Linked DNA regions of Ovis aries: region 2 is linked to region 1. The links are chromatin contacts, called in public Hi-C maps. All regions are on one chromosome and are shown on one strand. The core of a region is the stretch at or near the end of the contact, and the rest is flanking DNA. Distances in the headings are between cores, read along the strand shown.

Region 1 (2,951 bases), core at 435-2,934:
GAGATGGTGGCTCAGACGGTAAAGCATCTGTCCGCAGTGCAGGAGACCTGGGTTCGATCCCTGGGTTAGCAAGATTTCCCTGGAGAAGGAAATGGCAACCCACTCCAGTGCTCTTGCCTGGAAAATTCCATGGGCGGAGGAGCCTGGTAGGCTACAGTCCACAGACTCACAAAGAGTTGGACATGACTAAACAACTTCCCCCCACCTAAAAAAAAAAAAAAACAAAAAAAAAACACCACCCTAGAATTTAAAGAATTTGCTCAGAATTGCACAGGGATCAAGGGATGGAGCCAGAATTCCACCCGAGGTACTATGTCTGCTGCTGCTGCTAAGTTGCTTCAGCCGTGTCCGACTCTGTGCGACCCCACAGACAGCAGCCCACCAGGCTCCGCCGTCCCTGGGATTCTCCAGACAAGAACACTGGAGTGGGTTGCCATTTCCTTCTCCAATGCATGAAAGTGAAAAGTGAAAGTGAAGTTGCTCAGTCATGTCCAACTCTCAGAGACCCCATGGACTGCAGCCCACTATGTCTGCAGAACCGCCAAACCAGGAAGTAGTGTGGCTTCTCATGCAAAAATGTCAGTAAGATTCTAGAGTCAGGACTTTGGGACCTGGGTGGGGCTGGGTACTCTTCAGGAGATAGTGCCAGTGCAGTTCAAAGGTATTCTCTGCAACCTAGGAAGGCAGCACCCAACAAGGAGCCATTCAACGTGGCTGCCCTACATGCTCATGGCTTTAAAGAACTGCCCTGTCCAGAAAGCCTCGCCCCCAGGGCAGGTCGGGTGTCCTGTGTGCCAAGGGTGGCAACATGCAGAAGCTTCTGGGAGTCAGTTGGCACCCTACTGACTGCCAGCCCTCCTCCCCATAAAATCTAGGGGCCTACGCGGATATGGAGCAAAGAGGGCACAACCTGCTTCTACTACCCGCCGCCGCCCAACCCTCTGTGCTTCTAAGATCCCCAGAATTACAGGCCAGTGGGTCCAAAATAGAGCTTCCTTACACTTTGGTCACCCTGTCCCCCGCCCCGTCAAAAACAAAAACCAAACAGAGCCTTGCTCAGCAAACTCCGTGTCTTCCGGAAATCAAGCCTTCCTTAAGATTACTCTGCCAATGATTTCTCAAATGATCTGCAAGGCCCACAGCTGACACAGCCCTGAGCAGGGAAGAGGGGAACACACTGATGTCTGCAGAGCTGAGGAATCTCAATGGAGGAAAAAAAAAAAAAATTACATTCTAAGAGCTTAAGGGGACAGGCAAGATAAATCTAGCAGGGACCAATCTGACTGGAGGAGGGATTCTAAATGGATCCCTTAGGTTTCCTCTGCCCCTACTGCTGATGGGGGAGCTGGAGGTCTGAAAGGCCTGAGATTTCGGGTCTGGGGGTGTTGGCAAGGTGACAAGTTGATCTACCTTTACTTCAGAAGCCAGAAAAAAAAAAAGAAAGCAAACCCTCCCGAGGCTAAGCCGCCATCCATCTTCTCATAGTTCTGGTTCAGGGACCACTTGCCCCAGCTGAAGCCTCAAGAAGGCACAACAGAGCTGAAGAGGGACTTGAGAGCCACAAGGTCCCACTCACTGGTTTGGGGCCTTTATGAAGTACTTACATCCAGAAGTGTGGCTTGGCTGCAACAGACTCCTCAGTTCAGGGAAACTCCAGCACCCAGCCCTGGGGATCACTTCCCGACAGAGCAGGCTCAGGGGTGGGGCTTGGGATTTAAAGGGCCCTAGCAGCTGGTTCTCATTTCTTTTTTTTCTCCACCTCTAGGCGGCTTCCCAGGTGATTCAGTGGTAAAGAAACTTGCCTACCAAGTCAGGAGATACGGGTTTGATCCCTGGGTCAGGAAGATCCCCTGGAGAAGGAAATGGCACCCACTCCAGTATTCTTGCCTGGGAAATCTCATGGACAAAGGAGCCTGTCCATGGGGCTACATAGTCCATGGGGTCGCAAAAGAGTCAGACACGATTGAACAACTAATGAAGAAAAACAAGGTGGCTCCTACTACAGCTGAAGGCACTGACCTCATTCAGTGGTGGGGAATGCCCACCCCACAGCCAGCTGGCAGCCCTGGATGCACACTGGGAAGGGTCCACAGCCTGAGGCAGGGGGCAGGTGCTGACTGAGCTCACTTCTACCCCATCTGCCTTCAATTGCAGTCAGGGTGAGTACAGTCCTGCTTCTCCACAAGGATCTTGGCTTCAGCGGCAGCCTCTCCTCTAAGAGAAGGTAACTTGCTTTTAAAATTTTTTTTTATTTTAGATTCAGAAAATTTGGCTCAGGTCTCCCAACAGATGTTCAAGAGAAAACACACACACACACACACACACACACACACACACACACACGTCAGTCCTCCTTCCGGCAAGGTGTTGTGGTGGGAGTCTGGGAGCATCTCTCCTCTTGCCCAAGACCCTGGGTGAGGGAAGGTGGGCCAAGGCTCCAGCAGGCAGACTCAGCACCCTCAGTATTTCCGCTGCCGGGGGAAGAGACTACTTCCTGAGGACCGGAGCGGGGGGCTGGCGGGGCTGGCGTCCTCTGAGTCCAGGCTGAAGAGGTCCCTGCCGGTACGAAGGATCTGCTCCTCTAGCTTCTTGTGTCGCTTCATGTCTGAAAGGACCTTGTCCAGGCGGGCCTCCCGTTTCTGGCTCCGGGCTGAGCTTCCTGAAGAAGGGGAAGATGAGAAAAGTGGAAGGGAGTGAGGCAGTATGTGCCAGACCTGCCTGGGTCTTATTAATCACTTGGGGAGCTTATTAAACAAAGAGATTTCCAGGTCTGTTATGAAGGCACTTTTTTTTTGGATATTGTCACATTTTAATTTTTTGGTTTCATTTTGGCACATTCAACTCACACTCAAATTTTTAGAATTAGAAGCACATTATCTTTCTACATGCAGGGTAGAAGACTATTTGTAAACCATATAACATTTTCAATTCATTCAGACATAATTGCCATA
Region 2 (2,719 bases), core at 37-2,536, 69 kb after region 1:
CTAGGATCTTTGAAATCGGAAAGGAAGATGGAATCAGAGCAGAATGGACGGTGCTGTGACTGCAGTGCCCTCTGGTGGCCATAAGGGGATTTGGCGGTATTCTTCGGTATTTTTTTTATTGTCTATTCTCCCCTCGCCACTCCATTGTTTATTCTCTTCCCTACCCCGCCCCGCCCCCACACAGAGCCCCCCACTAGAATATAAACTCCATGAGACTAGGGCTTTTTCACCGTTTGCTCATTGTTGTATATCCAGCGTCTAGGACAGTGCCTGGCACATAGTAGGCTTTCAACAAATACTTGTTTTTGAATCTGCTCCTCCACTTTATTGACCCTAAGCAACATTCTTAACTTCATAAAGCCTCAGTTTCCTGAGCAAACGGGAGTTACTAACATCCCCACTCCCATAAGCATGAACTGAGAATAAGACCTACACGTGCTGAGCAAGGGCCCTCAGTTAAATAAACGTGTGTTTCCTTCTCCCCCAGCAGCCGGCAGTGATGATGCTGTATATGCTGCCTTGATTTGCACCTGATTTTTGATGGGCATGTTTGCTTTAATGGACATTGGCTTTATGCTGGGTGGGGGCAGCCTGTGGAAGTCATCTGAGCCTAGTCTCAGGCTGGTCAGGGAAGAAGGAAGATACCAGGTAGATACCAGGTGAAATGTGAGACTTTGGCCATTCACCCCTGTCTCCTCATTCTCATGGCCACACCCAGTTCTTCCTCTGGCCCTGAACCCATCAGGTTCCATCTGCGCCCTGAGCCTTTGCAGATACTATTTCTCCTACCTGCCCTCCCTTCTTGCTGACCACCTGCCATGACCCACATTCAAGCCCCTGAGTAGCGGTATCAGCCTTCCCTTGGCCTGCCTACAGCCACTCTGGCCCCTTCAAATAGATCTTCCTGCAAATATGCTTATCTCATTTTCCAGTTTCAATCTGATTGTTCTTGGGACAGAGTCCAAGTCCTCTGACCTACCATTTTGTGGTCTGGATGCTGCCCAGCTCCTAGTCATCTCGCCTCTCCTGATCTCAGCCTCAAATCTTAACCAAACAATCCAAGCCATTTCCCACTTCTGACCCTTTGCCTACAGTCTCCTCTGCCTGGAAATCCACCCTTGCAAGGAGAGCATGAATTGTTTTTGCCTCCCTACGCTCCCTTTTCTTCTAGGCAGGTGGGGGAATCCCCTCCCAGTGCTTGCATTTAGGATCAGGCTGGGAGGACTGGTTCATTTTTCTGTTCAAGGGTGAGCTTGAGATTCAGCCTGGCAGCTTGCTTTTTTTCTATTTTAATTGGGATGCTGTGGTTGCCACCCACATTCTCCGGTTGGCCACAGTTTGCTCCCCTGCGTCTTCTTCCAGCCTCCCCCATTTGTCTCACGTGCTTGGATCCTAGAGGCATCTGAGTTTGAGACTCCTGGTACACGTCTCCCTTCTGCCTCTACTAGACTCTGACTCCCTCTTGAGCCCAAGGCTTTTGCCTTTCAGTTCCCTGCTCATCTTGGGTCCCCATTTCTGTCCTGACACCCAGTTCCATGAGGGTTCAGCTATCCCCCTGCAGGTCGGAGGAGCTGGTCCTCGAAGATCTAAGATCCCTGGAGCAGGGAAGGCTGCCTGGCAGAGAGTGTCCTTGTTTCCTTGGAGGCAGGACAGGAGGGCACTGGGGTGGAAGTGTGTATCGCAGCATAGGTGTAGCCCAGGTGGCATCTCTGGTCCGTGTCCTGTGAGAATTGCCCCTTTAGTTCAGGACATCGGCCAAGGCACCAGCCACTTCTGCCCGGCATCTTTGCTAGATGAATCTCCACGGTGTGCTCAGAGCCTGGCCATGGCAGGCACTCAACACACATCTGATGCTTGAAAGATGAAGGTATTGGCCTGTCTGGAGCTTTCCCATCTGGGGTGAGCTTGATGTTTTCTTGATCTGCTCCTTTCCCATCGCTGGTGTCCAGGGTTGAAAAGGGGGCAGAGGGGTAGAATTGATCCCTCAAGACAGACTGGGACCCCCAGCCTCCCCTTGAAGAAAGAGCCTCTGTGGCTGAGACCTGTTTTTCTCTCCTCCTGGCAAAGGGTGGAGAAGAGAGTAGATTCTGGGAGGGGAGAGGCGACTCCAGACTGAAGCCCTTCCAGAAGGAAGCACCCTGGGGACCTTCACCCTTGGGGCCCTTCATGCTCTTGTTCCTCCCAGAGGCACCCAGATGGGTCAGAGAGAGAGAGAGGTTCGAGGTGAGGGTAGGAATGGCCACACAAATGGGCAAGACCTCAGGGGTGCGGGTGCGCATGTGTGCTTGGGGGGCTGGATTTAGACCCTCTGCTTAGACCTCTGAGTCCTGACCTAGCACGGAATGAAGTTTGATATCTGAACACGGGCCCCCACCCATCCCTTCCTTACTCCCTAACTGACCTAGGCTCTGGTCCTCTCAGAGGCTCAGCAGCTGCGTATCTCTCCCAACTAATGATATCCTAAAAGGCCTTCAGCACCCAATGGGGGTTTCATCTGGAGAAGGATGGGTGGTGGAGTCTGTTGGGGACCCCAAAAGTGAGGAATGAACAAGTTCTCACGTCCAACCAAAGAGATGGCAATAGTAGCCAGAGGCGAAACGTGAAATACTTAGTCATCAGTACAACATGGGCGTTAACCAAGTGTAATATTCCAGCTGGACATCAGACTGGGTCCACATATCCTTAAATATAAGACACCATTGATTGTAAAACACATATC

The links. A called contact is a pair of places that touch in the nucleus more often than the background predicts.
Region 2: a Hi-C map of omental adipose tissue shows a contact between it and region 1, with 1.9 times the contacts expected there. The contact joins the enhancer-like site here to the promoter of MVP in region 1. A contact is called at or near these places in 6 of 16 Hi-C or Micro-C datasets (blood, muscle, omental adipose tissue and 1 more).

Annotation. Positions count from the first base shown.
Region 1 is chr24:26,935,252-26,938,202 of ARS-UI_Ramb_v3.0, forward strand. MVP (major vault protein) reads right to left here and starts at 1,685. Exons shown (of 15, transcript XM_042240079.2): 1 at 1,605-1,685. PAGR1 (PAXIP1 associated glutamate rich protein 1) reads right to left here. Exons shown (of 3, transcript XM_042240083.1): 3 at 2,230-2,659. The coding sequence ends at 2,460.
Region 2 is chr24:27,005,120-27,007,838 of ARS-UI_Ramb_v3.0, forward strand. No RefSeq gene overlaps it. Among named protein-coding and RNA genes, the nearest start is that of C24H16orf54, 13 kb to the left of the region's middle. Within about 2 kb of position 1,287, at least 4 of the 54 cell types and tissues checked have an H3K27ac peak or open chromatin away from gene starts, as enhancers often do.